7 separate regions of the Mus musculus genome follow, and all the other regions are linked to region 7. A link is a contact called in public promoter capture Hi-C data. All regions are on one chromosome and are shown on one strand. The core of a region is the stretch at or near the end of the contact, and the rest is flanking DNA. Distances in the headings are between cores, read along the strand shown.

The links. Promoter capture Hi-C pulls out the DNA fragments that hold promoters and counts their contacts.
Region 1: a promoter capture Hi-C map of liver shows a contact between it and region 7, with 3 times the contacts expected there. The contact joins the promoter of Sec14l4 here to the promoter of Purb in region 7. A contact is called at or near these places in 2 of 39 promoter capture datasets (the HPC-7 cell line and liver).
Region 2: a contact with region 7 is called in a promoter capture Hi-C map of liver, with 8 times the contacts expected there. The contact joins the promoter of Gal3st1 here to the promoter of Purb in region 7. A contact is called at or near these places in 1 of 39 promoter capture datasets (liver) and 1 of 115 datasets of contacts at active chromatin or transcription factors (fetal liver).
Region 3: a contact with region 7 is called in a promoter capture Hi-C map of the HPC-7 cell line. The contact joins the promoter of Tug1 here to the promoter of Purb in region 7. A contact is called at or near these places in 1 of 39 promoter capture datasets (the HPC-7 cell line), 1 of 115 datasets of contacts at active chromatin or transcription factors (cardiomyocytes) and 1 of 9 other capture datasets (adipose tissue).
Region 4: a promoter capture Hi-C map of liver shows a contact between it and region 7, with 4 times the contacts expected there. The contact joins the promoter of Dusp18 here to the promoter of Purb in region 7. A contact is called at or near these places in 2 of 39 promoter capture datasets (both in liver).
Region 5: a promoter capture Hi-C map of liver shows a contact between it and region 7, with 2.3 times the contacts expected there. The contact joins the promoter of Selenom here to the promoter of Purb in region 7. A contact is called at or near these places in 2 of 39 promoter capture datasets (liver and stem cell-derived epiblast-like cells).
Region 6: a contact with region 7 is called in a promoter capture Hi-C map of cranial neural crest. The contact joins the promoter of Pes1 here to the promoter of Purb in region 7. A contact is called at or near these places in 1 of 39 promoter capture datasets (cranial neural crest) and 1 of 115 datasets of contacts at active chromatin or transcription factors (fetal liver).

Annotation. Positions count from the first base shown.
Region 1 is chr11:4,030,484-4,033,183 of GRCm38.p6, forward strand. Sec14l4 (SEC14-like lipid binding 4) reads left to right here and starts at 1,299. Exons shown (of 12, transcript NM_146013.1): 1 at 1,299-1,416. The coding sequence starts at 1,363.
Region 2 is chr11:3,982,209-3,984,908 of GRCm38.p6, forward strand. Gal3st1 (galactose-3-O-sulfotransferase 1) reads left to right here and starts at 1,428. Exons shown (of 4, transcript NM_016922.3): 1 at 1,428-1,632.
Region 3 is chr11:3,647,493-3,650,192 of GRCm38.p6, forward strand. Tug1 (taurine upregulated gene 1) reads right to left here and starts at 1,322. Exons shown (of 4, transcript NR_002321.2): 1 at 1,261-1,322. It overlaps Morc2a (microrchidia 2A), which reads left to right and starts at 1,945. Exons shown (of 27, transcript NM_001159288.2): 1 at 1,945-2,654.
Region 4 is chr11:3,893,886-3,896,585 of GRCm38.p6, forward strand. It overlaps Dusp18 (dual specificity phosphatase 18), which reads left to right and starts at 1,355. Exons shown (of 2, transcript NM_173745.5): 1 at 1,355-1,632. 4921536K21Rik (RIKEN cDNA 4921536K21 gene) reads right to left here and starts at 1,241. Exons shown (of 3, transcript NM_026150.3): 1 at 955-1,241. The coding sequence starts at 1,202.
Region 5 is chr11:3,513,386-3,516,085 of GRCm38.p6, forward strand. Selenom (selenoprotein M) reads left to right here and starts at 1,299. Exons shown (of 5, transcript NM_053267.3): 1 at 1,299-1,688. The coding sequence starts at 1,560.
Region 6 is chr11:3,962,675-3,965,374 of GRCm38.p6, forward strand. Pes1 (pescadillo ribosomal biogenesis factor 1) reads left to right here and starts at 1,301. Exons shown (of 15, transcript NM_022889.3): 1 at 1,301-1,386. The coding sequence starts at 1,363.
Region 7 is chr11:6,474,716-6,477,415 of GRCm38.p6, forward strand. Purb (purine rich element binding protein B) reads right to left here and starts at 1,361. Exons shown (of 1, transcript NM_011221.3): 1 at 1-1,361. The coding sequence starts at 1,171. The coding sequence ends at 197.

The DNA of each region.
Region 1 (2,700 bases), core at 49-2,548, 2.4 Mb before region 7:
AGTTCTAGGACAGCCAGGGCTACACAGAGAAACCCTGTCTCAAAAAAAGAAAAAAAGAAAAAGAAAATGTTCTATAGATTTGCCAGTAGCCTAATCTGATGGAGGCTTTCTCAAAGGTGCTCCCTCCTTTCTGATAACTTTAGCTTGTGTCAAGTTTATATAAAATTACCCAGAATACCAGACTTGATGGCCCCTGCCTGTAATCCCTTCACTGGGGAGGTGGAAGCCGAAAGATCAAGAGTTCAAGATTCTCCGTGGTTACACAGTGAGTCTGAAACATCTTGGCCTACGTAAGAACCCTGTCTTTTTTTAAAAGTGTATTTTGTATATTTCAGAATATCTGAAGTTATAATATGAACATACATGTATCAGTAGGAAAACTGAATAAAATAGTTACTGTTTCTGGTGCTAAGTCATTGAAATCTGATTTGCCGTTTCTACCTAGCACAGGCCATACTTGTTCCTGACCAACCACATCTCCAACAGACAATAGTCCAAAGGACAGTGAGCCCTTGCTTGGTCACCCCCTACCTAAAACTTAATTTGATCCATGGGACGACAGAGGGGAAAGGTGTCAGTGGCCTGTTTCACTATCTCCTCCCTGCTCAGGTGCCACCTGCTTTGCAGAAAATTCATGCCAAGGCAGCCTGTGTTTTCTCATCCTACCCAGAGAGGTCAGCCTACTCAGTGTGGCTGCCTCCCACCCTCTACCTCCCAGAGGCTCACCCCTGGGCCATCCTGTAGTTCCCGCCTGAGCTGACGGCCTTCATAGAGTGTTGAAACTGTGTGTGCCGTGCCAGGCATTCTGCTAACACAGGAGACATGGTCTTACCTAATCCCTCCTAACTTCTAGAGGTCTGGAGCCATTTGGCAAATAAGGGCTCTCCTGGCCAGCAAACATTTGTGGAGCGCAGCCTGTGTTCAAGGTCGGGGGAGGGGGGCTGGGCTCTCCTTGGGCAAAAGGACTCAGAAGTGGTGACATTTTCAACTCCCACTTGGCTCCGGAAGTGTGTGCTCCACGTACCTGTCCTTAGGTGAGCACTTTCTTAACACCCACTCCCCACACACCTACAGTCCCACCCCCTGAAAGCGCGTGAAGACCTGGAGGTGAGGGCCACTTGCTACCTCAGACTCTCAGGACACCTCTTGAGATCTGGTCACCTCTCTGTCCCCTTAAGGTAGGCTTGATGACCTGGGGCAGACAAAACAAAAGAAAAACAAAAACAGGGGAGCACTGGGTAGGGCGGGGCAGGAACAGGGATTCTCCCTTGGGGCGGGCCTCCCTTGGGGCGGGATCAGCAGCAGACCTGCTAAGTAAAGCCCTGTGAAGGTGGCAGCAGCTGAGGCCTAGCAGAGAGCACCATGAGAGGACAAGTCGGGGACCTGAGCCCGCAGCAGCAGGAGGCTCTGGCCAGGGTAAGGGGTGAGGGGTGAGGCGGGAGGGAAGGCACGGGAGCCAAGCAGAACCCAAGCGGCCCGCATTGGCTACAGCTTTATGCAGGGACTGGTTGGCGAAGCCAGCGCCTCCCGCGCACACCTGGGCTAGGACCTCTCTCTACCTCTGAGCAACTGCCGGTGTGTGTGCGTGCGCGTGTGTGCGTGTGCGTGTGTGTGTTTGCAAGTTTAGCCTTCCAGCACAGCTCCCACCACCCATCCCTGGCCTCTGTTCCCAGGCCAGTGACTTCTGCCAGGCAGATTAGGAGATCCCTGCCAGATTGCAACAGTGTTTGGTTTGGTTTCTGTTGCTCGGGTTCCCAGTCTTCTCCCTATCAGACTTACTTGTTTACTTTTAATTATGACAGAGAAATAGAGGGGCTAGGGGTCTGATTTTTGAGAGCCTCCTGCAGGCTGTACCTGGAGAAGGGAAAGGCTATGAGGAAGGGGAGTCCCATCCAGGTTCTCATTCAACCTCGTTTGAAGGGGAAGCTTAAGAATTGTGACAGGTACTGAAGGTGTTTAAGTCTGGAATCCCAAGCCTTGCGAGACAAAGACCAGAAGATTGTGGGTTCAAGGCCAGCCTGAATTTAGTGACACTGTCTCAAGGAACAAGAGATGAACGGCTTGTTTTGTAGTGTCTCCCATGCGGAAGAACCTTACAGGGAGACATGAGAATCCTGGGTGAAGGAGGGGACCTGGAGATTCAGCCATTAAGGGGTCCTTAGTGGAACAGGAAGGACCCTCTGATGAGACTCCCAGGGCTGATGGTCTCAGAAGGCACCCGGTGCCTCCTGAGTTCTTTTGGAACTGGAAACATGGTCTCTGGGAGTGGACTATGATAGAGAACCCCACCAGCCACTCCTACTTTCTCCACTAACTAAAAGTAACAAATGCTTGCTATGTTAAAACATATAGGAAGAGAAAGGAGGAAGGAGGGGGAGGCTAAGGACGGCCCAGAGCTCTGTACTGCCTTGCCCCGGATCACTTCCTTCCAGAGTCCTCCTGAGCTAGGGTGGGCCACTGTGGTCACACTTCAGACACACAGTCTTCAGTGTGGCACTGTAAGGTGGCTTCTCTCCAGGCTGAGTTAGAAGTCACCTGGAGGGGAGGATAGGTATAGCTTTGTTTTTTACAGGGCACTGGCCCCTTTCACACCCTCCAACCCCCACCCCTGACAAAATTTCCTTTGGCTCCTGAGGATGCAGCTGCTTTCTGGTGTGAATCCTCCCTTTGCCTGCTGGGAGCCAGGCTTCAAACCTACCG
Region 2 (2,700 bases), core at 178-2,677, 2.5 Mb before region 7:
TCCATCTGCCTCTGCCTCCCGAGTGCTGGGATTGAAGGTGTGCACCACCACGAACAGCTTAGAGCTGGATCTCATGGAGGTGTTTCCTCGACTGAGAGGCTCCTTTGATGACTAGCTTGTGTTGACCCAAAACAAGCCAGTACAGGTGGAAGGTGAGCGTGAGGTCTAAGGGCAGCAATAGCCTAGTTTTCCATCCAAGTGAGGTCACTGCTGGTATCTCAGCTTGTGACCTTTGTGGACCTGTCCCCTCACTCCAGGTACCTCTGATGATGGTCCTTACCTGGAACTGTCCATGTATCATGACAGGGTCAGGGTTCTGATCATTCAGTCCTTCCCAGGACATCTTTCCCATAGCCATTCCCCAGAGGCGGTGATACCCTAAACAGGGTAGGCTGGACTTTGCCCTCCCTGAATCTAAGGACCTGATAGCCTGACAGACCTGTTTTGTATTGGCCCCATATGTGGACTTTGTGCTGCCATGGCTGCACCTCAACTGAAGAGGAAGGCAAGAGTTTTGCAGGCTTTGGCTTGTGGACCCCAAGGTCCCCCAAACTGGTGGCTTCACTGTATATGTGGGATGGGGGGAGGGGGCTCTATCTGATGCCATGTTCTGGCATGGCAGTTTCAAGAGGCAGGAACAAAGGGTTAGGAGTTTCAAAGTCATAACCTATAGCCTGGGAGGTGACTCAGGGCCCACAAGGACAAAGAGCAGCAAGCCCATTAGATATGGAAGAATGCCTGGCAGCCAGGCTGATGTGGAATTTTCCCCATTCCACGGTTGCCTAGAAATGTCGGGGGTAGTGGGACTCTGACGTGGCCCATGTGCCACCCGATGGCCAGCTGGTTCTGCAGTGCCCACAGCTGGGGTTAATTCCAAATTAGTTCCCATCCTTGGTTTTCCTTTAGGATGAAGGACAGTCTGAACTCAAACAGGCCCCTACTTACTTGCCCAGACCTCTAGAGGAGGTATCCTCAAGAGGAAAGTTAGCTGAACCATGTAAGTGACTCGGCCCAGGGATCCTGGCGCTTCTTCACCTGTTTTTCTTGGATACCACAAATGTGTTCCTGGCTCATCAGAGGGAGCTAGGAAGACCTATGTTCCACTGGATTCTGAGGAGCTCCAGTGCTGTCCATAAAAGGCTGGCAACTAGTCCTGCCCCCTTTCTCCAGAGCCCAGGCTCCCTTCCCCAACACTACCACCAAGCCCCAGGCACCCTCTATTCCCTTCTGGGCTGGCAGTAGGACAATGGACCCCTTGGCCCATCGGAGACAAATAGTCCTTGTTAGGCCGGAGGCGGGGGCGCAATATTGCGCCCCAGGGAGCTGAATACAGCTTCTGTGCCTCTTGGGCAGGCGGCGCAGGGGAGAGGACGGGAAGGGGGTGGGGGGGGGGAGGGGGCCGTGGCGCCCATTGGCTCTGGCGTCAGGGGCCGGGCCAGGCTGCTGGCCTCACCTGGCGAGTGTTGAGAGCGGGGTGCGGCAGCCGCTGCGGCGGCGGGGCGGGGGCATGGACCAGGCCTGCCAGCGCGCCGGGTCCCGGCGAGTGCGCCCCGCCGCCCAGTGAGCGCCACGGCGGCGGCGGGGGCCGGGGCCGACCCCTGCCACCCGGAGCCCAAGGAGAACAGGGCAAAGGTATGTCGGGAGGTCTTGTACTCACGCTGGCTGTGCCCTGCCTCAGCCTACTTCCTGAACATCTTGCCTACTGGATCGATGGATCGTGTTTGCCCAGCAAGGGATATAGAAATGCTGCAGAGCTGCTTCACCAACACTGTATCCTGCAGGCTCTGGCTGATTGCTTGCCCTGCTCTGGGTGCCCCTCCTCCCCTGACCCCCGGAGTCCCTAAAAATGGGGTGGGTGGGGCTCCAGAAGGTTAGCTGTTGTGCTGTGAGTTCGTTAATAATTAATCCTCTTGGACATTGTGGCCTGGGCCCTAGTGGAGAAGGAGGCAGGAATCTCCCCGCTCCTTACCTGCGTTCCCAGAAGAGGCGGCTGTCACAGTACAAACCGGGGAGAGGGGGGCCTTGGGCAATGACAGACTCTTGTGCTTGGGGAAGGCCTCTCATATGTGTGCCCCTAAGGAGGTGAGTCCAGGAGACAAGGACAGACTTGTCTAGTTAGGACAGGAAAGATCCTATATGCAACAACTACACGGTTCCGGAGCCATGGACCAGTGCTCCATAAGGGGGTCTCAGGTTGGTCTGTTCCCTTAGTGAGAGGCCAACATGAGCCTTCTCTTTTTAACCCCCCCCCGCCCCGCCCCTTCCTGAGCTGGTTGTGATGACAGGCACACATCTGGCTGCAGGGACTGACACCTGACACCAGAGGTTACTGGGCTGAGGGTGAGGATGCCCTGGAAATCTTCAGGAGGAAAGGGGTGTGGAGGGAGAGCCGATCAGAACTCAATCTCTTCCTCTCTGGAGGGGGTGAGCTGATCTGCACTGTGCCTTCAGGCTTCCTTGCTACTTATCTAGAGGGAAGATACTGAGGCTCAAGGAGTCAGTGACTTGCTGAAGGTCACACCGTTGGGAAATGGCTGAGTTCACTGCAAACCACAGTGTGCGTTTTTGTTTGTTTTGTTTTGTTTTGTTTTGTTTTGTTTTTTGGTCCCTGTCTCAGGATCCCAGCCCTACCCAGAAGTCCTCTTGCCCAAACTGGAGGAAAGATGCCTTCCTGGGCATCTCTTTTGCTTCCTGGGTTCT
Region 3 (2,700 bases), core at 72-2,571, 2.8 Mb before region 7:
ACAAAAAACCCCCCCAAAAAAAAAAAAAAAAAAAAAAAAAAAAAAACCCCAAACATTTTCAGGAATCCAACGCCTGGTTCAGTCTGTTCCAAGTAGCCCTCTTGCTAAAAATCCATGTGCACTATTAACTGGTTTTGGCAGCACCATTTAAAAATAATCCTGTTCACTATCAACCACGAAAACCAGGGATATAAAATAGGAGCAAATAATGGGTGTCAATCATGGTTGTAAAAAAATAGTTAACGAGAGAAAAGTAGTCAGGCACCAGTACGAGCAGCAGAAAACAATCGCTGGGCCAGAGATTACACTTCTTGTTACTCGAGGACACATTCACTCCTAATTGTAGCTGCTTTCTAGTGGGTGCCATTGTACCATAGGCATCAGCCACCCTTCAGGCACCCTATGGTGAAAGGAAAGGGCTTTGACTAAAAGCCAAGCAGTGAAGTGATGGTACCTGAAACAGCCATTATGCAGTAAGAAGCAGCTCACATATACCAGGGACTCAAATGGGGGCTTCATATTGGTTGTGAAGGGTCCCAGATGACATGTAGGCCTCAGTTTCCTCCCGGTGGCAAAAACTGTTCTAAACTCTTCTGGGTCATAGCCCCCTTTGAAAACTCGCTACTGAAGGATCTACTCATCCCCCTAGAAAACACTTTCCCACGTGTTTCTGTACAGAAGAAGTTCAGGGAACCTTCCCATCTCCAACTCCAATAAAAGGTTCCCGAATTTAATTTCAGGGAATGAGCAATTGTTATGACTTCTTGCAACTCAAAGGAAAAAAAAACAATAATCATCTTTCTGTAAACCGACACTTTTGAAGAGAGCTTCCAATTCCATACACACACTGATAGGCAGAGGAGGAAACTGAGGCGCAGACAGATTACAGAGTGACTTGCCTAAGGTCACTCGGCCAGCGAGTGGCTAGGCCCGGAAGCAAACCCAGATCTTCCGACTCCGGAGCTCGAATCCCCACCCCGGAGCTGCCGCCAGCGCTCTCGCTCCCCACTAAGGTGGCATAAGTAGGAAAAGGCAAAGGAGGAAGCCCACCACCAACCATCCTCCAGCTCCCTCTTGACCCTCCAACTGGGTCCTAGCAGGCCCCGAGGGGTGGCGCCAGGCCTCCAGGCCAGCCCCGGCCACCCCAGCTTCCCCCGCCGCCTCCCCGGGAGCGGGGCGGAGTTGCCCGCCGCCGCCAACCACCCGGACGACCCCTCGTCGGATCGCAAAAGCATAGGCCGCCGCCCGAGTTCTGCGTACGAGAAGAAAGACGCGGCGCGAGCGCCAACGGCCACCGGGCGCGCGCCGCGGCGGCCGGGCCTGCGCCCCAAGAGCTGGATGCCAGAGCAGGAGAAAGAGCCGCCAACCGATCGCTCGATCGACCGCACGCCCGCTCCTTCGCCCTACCAGACCGGGGAGGGGGGGAGGGCGCGCCAGGGCTTCTTCGAGTTAGGGGCCTGACTCCCCGGCGACAAGACAAGATGGCTCCTCCGCTCTGCTCTGCAGCTACCGTCCCGGCTGCGTCTCTCGGCCCGCCCCCGGTACTGTTCCTTTAAATGGCCGAGAGGGGTCAGGAAAGCAGGAAGAGAGGCGCGCGCCCTCACGTGATGGGGGCGGACCGGCCAAACAAGATCCGGTCACGTGGACCGACGTCGCTCGCCAATCAGAAGGTGGAGTCTCAGGGCGGGGGCGGGAAGACTTCGAGCTCTGTGATTGGCCGAAGGTGCGCTGGAGGCCTCGGCGGCCGGGCCGTCGGGAGTGAGCGAGGTGATTCGCGCTGCGTGCGCTTACGGAGACAAAGCGGTGGCTGAGGTAGCGGTGGCGCGGGCAGCACCGGCCGCAAAGCCGTACTGAACGCTGAATCTCGTGACGCCCAGCCTGTCATCGTCTGTTGAGGCGCGGCGTGTCGTGTCGTGTCGCGGCGCGGGCGGGCGGCGGCGGCGGCGGCGGCAGCGGCAGCGGAGGCAGCACATGGTTCCAAGAGCGCGCTGCGGTGGTTGAGTTCCAATTCCACGGGGAGGGACAAAGGCATCTGCGAGCTGCAGGCAACGCCCGATCGGATCTGGTGGTGCACTCGCCACTTTCCTCTGTTCTCCCAGGCTCTGGGACTAACTCCTGTCTGTCGGTAGCGAGGAGGTGGCCACAGGACCCAGGCCTGGGAAGGCCCGAGGGCCCGAGGCCATCTTCTGAAGGGTGTGGGGGAAGGGCGCACCTGAGGTGATTCGGGAGGGTAGGTTGTGAGGTGTTTCTGTGGGCCACTGTGAGTAATTTCACCCACAACCTGTGGTGATTGTGGCATAATAGCAAGCTGTGTTTGGGCGGGGTTTGGGAAAAGAAATCTGTCAGTCAGCACCAAGGACCTTTCTGTTGGAAAGCGGTGAAGCCAGAAGTAGCCTCCACTCCACTGCACTGTCCAGTAGAGCACTCTTTTGAGGAGCCTGGTGTCTTCGGTGGTGACAAAGTCTTCGGTGGTAATGAAGTAGGTGAACCGTCAGAAGTAGGTCAATTTCCTGAATTTAGGAGAACAGAAAAGGACTTGAACGTGAAGTTGAAGCTGTAAACCTCCAAGTTTGAAGACCATTCAGAACCGTTCACTTTTGATGTGCGTCGGAATTGTGTGAAGAAAGCTTGACCCCCCGGAGCACTTAAGGACAGTAGGTTTCGAATATAGTTCTTTCCAAAGTATTACATCAGAGTCAT
Region 4 (2,700 bases), core at 105-2,604, 2.6 Mb before region 7:
ACAAAAACAAAAAAACAGAAAACACCACCACCACCAAACCCAACAAACAAAAAGATGTATATTTTGTGACAAGGTCTCGTGTATCCAGGCTGGCCTAGAACTCCCTCTTGAACTGAGAGTGACCTTGAATTTCCAATCCTCCTGCCTCCAGCACCTGAGTGCTTGATTACAATCGTGTGCAACCACGTTCAGTTAAGAAGAAAACAAAGCACCTTTAGGGGGATTCTAATAACGTTCTCCAGTTCATTTTCCTATGAGTTAGGAACAACTGTGGTCAGGCTGTGCTTGCTAATACAAAGGAACGAACATTGAAAGCTACCCAGTTCCACTTTTCTGGTTTTTATGCAGGATGACTCAACATACCCAGGTGCGGATGGGAAGACAGAGTCAACGGTCAGGAATTTACACACAAGTCTAAGTCCTATTTTCAACCAAAAAGAGACTAAATATTTAAAGACCCTCTTTACTTAGTGATGCACCAAATTTATCAAGTAATAAATACTGGTCATTTTTGAAACAAATTGTGTTTCCATAATAAATCCTCTGTAGGACTTGTTACATCCTTGGCTGATGCCGGTTGAAGAAGGGGGACAGGATTGGAGTCAAACATTGGGGAACTGAAGGCTTTTCAAGGACGCTGGAGAATGGGAAGGCCTGGAGTTGCCAAGTCGATTGGAGCCTGAGACCAATTGCAGACGTCAAGCCTACACTACGCCAGGGTCAGGATTCATTCGGAAGGCTAGAAACGGGACAGTGCCTTCGGCCCAGAAAACGGGCTTCTGAAGGTCCTACGGGTTGGCCTGAGTCTGAAAAATCCTGCGATCGGAGACATTGCTGCGATCAGAGGAACATCTAAGGGCGGAGGTTGGGGGGGGGACACGGCTGGAACAAAGTGAGTCGGATTCCCTTACGGGGTCCCGGGTCTGACAACTGCTTTGTATACCCGAGCCACACCTGAATAACAACTTGGGGAGTGGGGACCGCGGCCGCAGGAAGTAGATCTGTGGTTGGACGTGGAGGCCAAGATCCGGCTGGCTGTCCAGTCTCTCGCGCCGGAAGTTCGAACCAGAAGCGGTAGTCTCTTCGGTACCTTTCCTGTAATCCGAGCCCAAGTCCCATTTGACTGAAGGCCTTCTGGGCTGTGTAGCGGTCTCTGACTGGCTAGAGAGCGACTCAGGAAAGCTAGCAAGACCTAAAACCATGGTGGAAAGACACGCGGTCGCAGAGCAACTATCTACACTGGAGTGCGTTGCCTGGGAGACAACCGGCAAGCAGACCGCGTGACAGTCTTTAGGCGTTCTTTGTGAGGCTCTGTTGGGCGTGTTGCCTAGGAGACGAAGGGTGAGTGGGCGGGGCGTGCAGGCGGTGGGTGTAGCAATGGTCCTTCTGGCTACTTGGCGCATTTCTGTGAAGACAGGCAGCCCACCCAGCTTTTCCCAAACGCCTGGGAACTGCGTAGTCCTTCGAGGTACAGAATCAGTCGCGGGGTCCCCCTAAGCCCCGAACTGCCCATTGTTCCGCGAGGAGAAGCCGTTGCTACCAAGGTCCGGAATCATGAAGGGCCCTCTCTTTCTTGGAGAGGGTCGTCCGCGGCTCTGCCCTGAAAGATTTCGGGGGCACTGAGGGAAGGAGGTAAGATTGTTTGAGTCTTGTCACCACGTAGAGAGGCCAAGCTTCCTAGGCTTGTTGTGGCACCTTCCACTCATCTACTTGTGGACTCTGTTCCACGTTTATAACCCAGAATTTAACCAGCGCCCCACCTATATTTGCCAACTTTCTCCAGAAAGTGTAATCCACCAGAAATATCAGCCTTCAGAACTTGCTGTCTAATGATGAACAAAACTGGTTTTCCTCGAGTCTCAGGTTTCACGGCTACAAATTAACTAGATGCCAAAAGCCTGGTTGGTTGTAAAATGTAAAAAATGGAGATGACGTTTCTGTTTCCTCTCCTCCCCTCTCCCCCCCCCTCCCCCTCCCCCTCTTGAAACTCTTGAAAGAGTTCCAGTAGTCTGGTCAGGAACACCACATCTTGCTTCAGCTTCCAGGTCTGCTCTACCATGTCCTACTGTCTGTGATCGCTTCTTACTATCTTTGCAACTCTATAACAAATGCCTTTATTTGTCATTCCCACAAGCTTTGCATTTTAACTTTACCTCTGAAGGGACTGAAGAGAGCAGAAACAAAACCAAATGTCACTTGGAAGTCACATTCCTTGGAAGGCAGGAACAGGGAGACAGAACAGTGGAAAAATAACTGATTGGCCTGAGGTTACCTGAATGACTTTTCATTCTGAGAGGATAAGTTAGGCCATGACCTTATGCTAGCTGAAACTGGCCTGCCTGGGAAATCCTGATTTCTCAAAGGTTAATTTTAAGAAAACAGCTTTGTTTCTGTGACAAGGAAAAAATTAAATCAAAACAAACAAACAAAAAACCCTGTAGTTTGTTTCCTCAGCTCTTTGTTGGGGGGCAGGACCCATAAAGCAAGGGCCCCACCTTTCTCTTCTACCTCCTGAATGCTGCAGTTCCAGGTGACCATCACCAAGGCTCTTTTCTACTTGCTCTCAGTTGACTTTGAGGTCATTAATGTTGGAAGTCACACAGCTGAGCAGAGAACATGAGTTTCCACTAGCTGTGCTGTATGTAGATGACACCAGTCATGTGTGCTGAAAACAGCTAGACTTGCTGGCTGGTTATGAGA
Region 5 (2,700 bases), core at 49-2,548, 3.0 Mb before region 7:
CCATTTTTAATGCGCATTTTAAAAGTGGTGGAATAAGCCCAGAAAGGTAAAAATACCTTGGATCACAAGCAGCGTTGGCTCAGTGTTGACAAGGTTCTCTGAATCCTGTGGGAAAGGGCACAGCGTGTTCTTGCTGTCTGCCAGGGATTGGTTCCAGGGCACACTTCCATACCAAAACTCGAAATATGAGGATGCTCAAATCCATAGATAAAATGGCTTAGTATTTTCCTAAAGCCCGTGTGGCCTGATCTTGTACTTTCTATCATTTCTAGATAATTTATAACACCTAATACAATACAGATGCTATAAATAGTTGTAATGCTCTATTGGTTGGAATAACAACAAGAAAAGAGTCTGTACATGTTCAGTACAGAGGCAGTTTTTACTTCCTAATATTTCCAACTTGAGACTGGTTAAATCCAGGGTGACAAAAAACTGATTGTACTTGCTGTGTCTGCTGAAGGCATGAGGACATGGAGTGCCACCTGTTTCCTCCTTGGTCCAGGGAGATGATCCACAGAGGTGTTTGGGGCTCAAATCCAGATCTATGAATTGGCCTATTTTACATTTCTGAAACAGTTCCTAATCTGCAAAACGGAGTTCATTGCTGGAGGGGGCCGTTGTGATGAGGAAGGGGAAGAGCTAATAATGGAAGGTAACACAGCCAGAGTCTGTCCTAATCACCCTGCCCTCAGGAGGTTGAGTGAAGAGTATTGCTTTGAGTTCAAGGACAGTAGGAGATTGGTGTGTACCATCTCTGACCAGATACTGTTCTAATGAGATGCATTGTGTATATTAACCCTCCCAGCCTTTTCTAGGTAAAAAAGGATAGGTAGTATTCCTTTGTAAGAATTTATATTTATTATTATTATTATATGTGTGTGTGCACCGCGTGTGCCTGTACAGGCACGGACATGCCATGGTGAGCGGTTGGGGACGCCTGTGGAGGACAGAGCACAACTTGTGGGAATTGCTGTTTTTCTTTCACTTTTTTTTAGGTTTCAGGGATAAAACTCAGGAGTCAGGCTGTCATAACAAGCGCTTTTACCCTCTGAGCTTTCTTGAGCGGGGCGTAGGTAATGGTCCTCGCTTACAACGTGTGCTTTGGGGAATTGAAGCTTTGATCGGAATTTCGTTCAAAGACATCAAAAGCGTATAAAGGAGATCTCCTAGGTTCCTGCTTCCTTATCTTAACTCTCTGACCCAGAAATCCTTGTGTCCATCTGCGAACCTCCTGCGCCCTCTGGTGACGCGAAGTAGTGCTGTCTCCTGGCATCCTGCGGGAGCGTTTCACACTTAGTGGGCAAATGCAATATGGAGATTGTGAGAACTGGGAACATGAAGTCTGGAGGACCAGAGAGTAGCTGAGACAGGGATGGGGGTTAGTGGGAGGCAACCACCCGATTTGGGTGGGATGTCAGTGGGGCTGTTTCTAGCTCTGGGGGCGTGGTTTATGGCTGGGCGGAGCTTTTGGCTTGGGCGGGGCCAGCTTGCGGGCCAGACGTGGCGCAGCGGCCGAGTTTGGGTGCAGCCTGCGGAACGTCTCCTGCCAGGCACAGATGAGCATCCTACTGTCGCCGCCGTCGCTGCTGCTGCTTCTTGCAGCCCTTGTGGCTCCAGCCACCTCCACCACCAACTACCGACCGGATTGGAACCGTCTTCGAGGCCTGGCCAGGGGGCGGGTGGAGGTGAGTGCGCCTTTTCCCAACCTTAGTACGACAGTTCCACAACCTTGCTGCCCCTTATCCCAAGAATATAGTCCGGCCTCAGGAATACCAGAATTCCCGAAACACCCCCCCCCCCTTTCCCTCCTGCACGGCCCGGGAATCATTCCTTTTATTTCCCAGCCGCATGATGAACAGCATCTACTGTGGAAGTAAGAAGTCTCGTCCTTGTGGCCTGGCACTCTGAACCCTTGCCTCTGCTCCAGGCTTGGCCCTACCGTGGGTCTCTGGCTATAATTTTTTGAAAACTGGCCCCTTAGAACCCACCTTCTCTAAGGATAACCTCACCTTTCCCCATTATTTCTCCCCCCACCCAGACTTAGTGCCTGGCATTCCAGAATCTCTTTTCTTCTGGTGGGGAGAAAAGACCTAAGCTCCTCCCCTCACTGTACTCTGCTGGAGCTGGAGGAGAGGATAGGGAAATGAGATACCAACAGTCCACAGCCACCCTGGACCACCACCACCTGCCGGCCAAAGGACTCCCCTGGAGTCTTCCTAAGTGATTCCTATGTTTGCAGACTCTTCATGGGCCTTAGCTGGTTTATTTTTAATTTAAAAAAAAATTAACAAAAGGAAGTGTAAGGGAGGCCTGAAATAGGGAGGTCTGGACTTCCTGTTGGGCTGCGGCCTCCCATCAGGAATAGAGAAGGACCATCCATACTCCCAAGTTAGGGAAGATCAGCCAGATGGTTCCTGAAGCTGAACCACAGGTGGCTGGCAGGGCTGCCTCTGCATGGGGTGGGGTAGGGACCAGATGGCAGGTGCCTCTAACAGGGCCCTTAGGGTAGTTCTGAGCTGTTCCCTTCTAGTCTGACTTTCGTCTCAAGGGCCAAAGGCCAGGGTTAGAATTCTACCGACAACAGGGAGAATGCCGTAACCCATGTCTCCTGGGCATTGGTCAGCTATCAATAACATGCAGACAGGGACCCATGGCTGGTTTCTCTCCCTCATTCTTTACCTGTGGCTCTAGGCCTGA
Region 6 (2,700 bases), core at 51-2,550, 2.5 Mb before region 7:
AAAGAGAATGTTCATTCTTATTAAACTCATCTTTCAAAGTTACATTTCAGCTATACATGACTTTAAGCAGAAAACCAAGAATTTTTTTAACATTTTGAAGTAAAAGTAATAAAATTTAAAGGAAATTGATAAAAAAGTCATAAATTTTAACTTTTTTATAAACATGAAATTACCACCTTTAAGACTGACTTAAACCTATCATCAGATCTCATAAGTTTAAAAATTATCTTTATAGATGGAATGATATGTTTTAAATGTGCGCACAACTTTTATGTGTGTGTTGCAGATCTGAACTCCATATCCTTATGCTTGCATGTCAGGAATTCTGTCCACTGGGCCATCTCCTCAGTCCTGTTTTGTTTTCTTGGTTTTGTTGTTTTGAAACACTATCTCTAGCACAGGCTGGCCTGAAACTTGTGCTCTCCCAGCCTCAGACTCCTGTGTGCTGGGATTACAGGCACCACCATCATGCTATGCCTTCCATTATTTTTCTTTCTTTTCATTTTTGTTTTGTTTCGACAGTGCGTCACTCAATACCCTCGCTGTCCTGGAACTTAGCCTCGGACTCACAGAGATCCGTCCCTTCTGCCTCAACTCATTCCCCAAATATAAGCAGTTCCTTAGACCCTCTCCGTGTCCGTGGGAGGTCAAAGGTCGGCCTTTGCTCTATTTTATTCTAACTTGAACAAACTAGGTGCAGCTGAATCTAAGGTCAACAAGGCAAAATCTGGTCAGCTGGGTTTACAACGCCTAGCAACCGTTGCCATGACAATTGAACTCCCTTAAACTCACTGGCCTAGCATTACAAAAACTAGTAGCTTTAGGTTTAGTGAGCATTTCTGTTTTTGTTTGTTTGTTTGGTTGGTTTGGTTTTTAAAGAAAACATCAGCCAGGCGTGGTGACACACATCTTTAATCCCAGTACTCTGGAGGCAGAGGCAGGCGGATCTCTGGATTAGAGGCCAAACTACAGAGCTCTCTGAATCCCAGAAGGCTCCGGGCTGTCTGTCTCCCATCCCTTCAGTCCTGCTGTATCCCAAAATGCACTGGGGCTCGCGTGCTCAAACAACCGTGTCTAGGGTGCTTATAAAACTGCCTAAATTTCCATGTTGCTTTAAAGCTTGTCTATAGATTTTGGTAACTAAGAAAAGAACTGAAAGAACTACCACAATTGTTGAGCTTTAGAGAATTTGGTTGTAAATAACGAGGTCGCCAAAAGCACAACTTTCTCTGGATTTGTACAGGCATATTTTCAGACAGCCCTCAGCTGGCGGCGTGGGGTCCTTCAGGGCCCTAGGCAGGGCACGTGCGGGAGGAAGTAGCTCTGGTGTTCTGGCTGCCTTGAATTTCTCAACGTGGAGCTATGGGAGGTCTGGAGAAGAAGAAGGTGAGTGAGTTCCAGCGGAGGTCGGAGCTCCGGCTTTATCACTTTCCCTGGCCTCTGGGGACCGAGAAGTCTTGAGACGGCCGCCGGAGCGAACCTTCTGCACGTAGGCCCCTGGAAGCCGGGAAGAACTGTGACGGGCTTTCTGTGGAAGGAGTTGTGGAGACAGGCGGAGCCGCCAAAAGAGTGATCAGTGACCAACGGGACGTAGAATTCATTATCAAGACTTGGGACTTTCTTAATTGAGCCAGGCCCGGTCCTAGGTACTGGGAATTGAGAAGTAAGCAGTCAGATGCGGCCCCGCTTTCCCAGTGTCAACTTCAGATAAAGTGGCTAAGGGTTTTTAAGTGCGCTCCTGAGAAAGGGAGGGAGGGAGGAGCAGTAGAGTGGAGAGTATCAACAGGCGCTTAATCCGATTAGTGTTGTCTTGTAGGTCCTCTTCTGACGTAGCATTTTAGTGGAAATCAGTACTTAAAGAACACTTTAGTCTGGGGCATGAAAATGTTGGGAAGTGTGGATGGTCCCCAACCTTCCCCTAAGAGAATTCTCGGCACTCAGAGAAAGGAGAGACTAATATCAGCGTGCAGCTGTAGCTTCCAGCCGTCTCTTAGCCGTCTCTGTGTTTGATGGTTTATATGGGGTTAGGCGTTGTCACAATCTTATATTTTAGGATGACCCTTTTGTTCCTTTACAGGCTCTGGTTATGATAGTTTTATCTTTAGCAGATGGAACTTGCTATCCGTGTGATATTGGTGGTGCTCAATTCTCAAGGGAGAAAATGACCTTTTTTTTTTTTTTCTTTAGAAAAGGGGAAAGGGTGAGCAGGTTAAAAGCAGAAGTCAGTGCAGTTTTAGCTCTGTTGTCTCAGATTAGAGACAGTTTCTTCTTCCTATGCAACCTTGTTTCCCAAGTTTAAGCTTCTTAATCATAATTAATGTGAAAGCTTGCTGTTTTTCTTTTTTCATTCAGAAGTGCTTAGCAGAGAAAACAGAAGTGAATTCCACGGCCAGTAGGAAAGAGAGGCAGGTGGTGTGCAGGGTTTTGGACAGACAGTAGCATGGCTGTGAGATGTAAATAAGTGAGGTGCTGTCTAGGTGAGGCTGGGGCCGTATCATGTGAGGCTGGAACTTATTCTGAGTGGAGAAGACAAAGAAAGTAAGTGACTTGATCTGAGTTATTCTTGCTTCTGTAAGGAGACTGTGGGTATGAAGTAACTTTGGGATAGGAATGAAGAAGATGAGATGGGCTCAAGTCTTTCCTTTGACTTGCAAGTTTCTGGTAACAATCTGCTTTGTTGTTTTTAATTACTTTTTTTAA
Region 7 (2,700 bases), core at 111-2,610:
TCTCTAATTGTCTGTGACTGTTTTCTTATGGTTATTTCTCTTAACTATATTATTTTATTTTTTTTTTTGTTTTCTTCGTCTGCGGCCTCCCCTGATCCCTCTCCACTAGCTCACTGGGGACGAGAAGGAAAGGGCGCTCTCTAGCCAAGGGGATGGTGGTGGGGTTGGGGGAGGCCGGTACGGGAAGCTGCCTGCTTCAATCCTCATCCACTTCCTCACCCTCCGACTCGTCGCCGCCACCGCTGCCCCCGCCGCGTCGCTCGTAAAGCTTATCCCTCTGTCGCTCCTGGATCTCTTTCATTTCATCTGCATACCGACAGAAGGCGCCTCCAAACTTGCCCCAGGCCTTGAAGGGCACGGTGATGGCATTGCGGTAGGACGGCTTCACCTCGCTCACTCGCAGGAACACCCCGTACTTGTTGCAGCCGACGTCGAAGAAGAAGCGCTTCGAGTCCACGGTGATGGAGGTGCCCTCCGGGAGCTCTCCGTACAGGCCGCCCCCGGGGCCGCCGGCGCCGCCTCCCGGGCCGCCGGCCAGCTCGTCCTCGTCGCCCCCGTAGTCGTCGATGAGCTTGGCGAGCGCGTCGCGGAACTCGATGAGGCCCTGCGCGGGCAGCGCGATGGTCTGGCCGCTCTGCAGGCCGCCGGGCCCGGGCCCCCCGCCGAAGCCGCCGCCGCCGCGGTTCACCGTCTGGCGGATGCGCAGGAAGCGGCCGCGCTGGTTCTCCTTGAGGTCCAGGTAGTACTTGCGGTTCTCGCGCACCAGGAACTCGCTCTTGAGCGCGCGGCGCGGCCCGCCGCCCTCCTCGGCGCCCGCCGCCAGCTGCTCGGGGCTGCTGGGACCCAGCTGCGCGTAGTGCTCGATGAAGTCGCCCAGCGAGTCGCGGAACTCGGCGGCCACCGCCATCGACAGCGTGAGGCGGCTCTTGGAGCCGCCCGCGCCCACCTCGGCGATCTTGAGGAAGCGGCCCTTGGCGTTCTGCTTCACGTCCAGGTAGAAGCGCTTGTTCTGGATGTCCAGCCGCTTCGAGGCCAGCTCCTGCGTCTCCTGCTCGCCGCCCGGCCCGCCACCGCCGCCGCCGCCGCCGCGGGGCGCGGGCTGGAAGCCGCCGGGCCCGCCGCCGCCGCCGCCGCCACCGCCGCGCTCGCTGCCGCTGTCGCCGTCCGCCATCTTCTCGGCCGCCGCCTCGCCGCCGCCGCCCGCTGCGCTCGCGCCCCCGCCCTCCGCCCTGCGGCTCGCGCTCCGGGGCCCCCCAGCCTCGCCCGCCGGCTCCTCACGCGCGCCCGCCGCTCATCGCCGGTCGCCGCCGCCCCCCATCGCCTCCGCGCCCCGCCCCCGCGGCTTCCGTGCGGCACGGCCCGCTTCCGGCGCGCGCCTCCCGTGACGTCACTCCGCCCCGCCCGCCGCCGCCTCCCGGCCGGAAGACCCACACACACCACGCCGGCGGGGCGCAGAGGTGACGTCGCTGGCCGCGCCGGCAAGGCGTTCTGCGGCTACCCCGGGCGAGCCTATGTTTCTGTCCGCTGGTTTTGGGGTCCTCTTTCTTGATGCTTTACTGACGCTCCCGGTTTCAGAGGGTTTAGTGTGTGACTAGATGACTCTGTTGCTTTGGGGCTGTGGGAAGGCAGAACGTTTTGCCGAGAAGCACATGAATTATTCAACAGTGGAGCCAATCACCTCCTGGCGCCTGGGAAAGCAGAGAGACAGGAAAGGGCCAGGGGCTAGGGATCTTTCCAGAGCATACCCCAGTAACCTGTTTTCTCCAGTGAGATCCTACTTCTCACTAATGCTACTAGATTATTAATCCTCAGGGACGAGTACACTGATTAAGTCGGACTCCTAACGATTGGATCTAGCAATCCTTCAGTAAATAAGCCCGTGTTTCTAAAACAAAGAAACCAGAATACCATCTTATTTTATAAACTCCCTGAATGGAGTTCACACAAATAACTTTTGGGTTTTTTTTTTTTTTACAATTGGGTGTTTTTAATGATAGGATCTCACTAAGCTATATTGGCTTAAACTTGAGTTCTTGCATCAGTTTAATATTCGTTAACCAGGTTCCTCTAAAGTGTTGTTTTTTTTTTTTTAAAGATTTATTTATTATTATATGTAAGTACACTGAAGCTGTCTTCAGACACACCAGAAGAGGGAGTCAGATCTTGTTACGGATGGTTGTGAGCCACCATGTGGTTGCTGGGATTTGAACTCTGGACCTTCAGTCGGGTGCTCTTACCCACTGAGCCATCTCTCCAGCCCTAAAGTGTTTTAAATTTGTTTCTGTGTGGCTATACATGTACGTGTATGTGGAGGCCGGAAATAGAGTGTTTGTGTTACTCTCCACCGTATTTTTTGTGAGTGGGTCTCTGGCTGAACTTAGAGCTCACTGAATTGATCTAAACTGGCTGTCAGTGAGCCCTAGGGATCCCCCACCCCCACCCCCTGCTGCACCCTGCTCTTTTATGCAGCTGCTAGGTTTTCAAGCTTGTGTCTTAATGCTTGTGTGATGAGCAGTTAACCGCCCCTCTAGCCTGTATTCTGCCTGATGGGCCAGCTTTGTTATTTTGTTTCCGCTGAAATTTCATTTGCATCTAAGCCTAGAGTCTTCTCTTGTAATTTTTTAGTAAGGACATATTTTTGAGTGGTTTTATGGTTTGATTTTTAAGTATAGGACTATGTTTATCTGAAATATATCATGA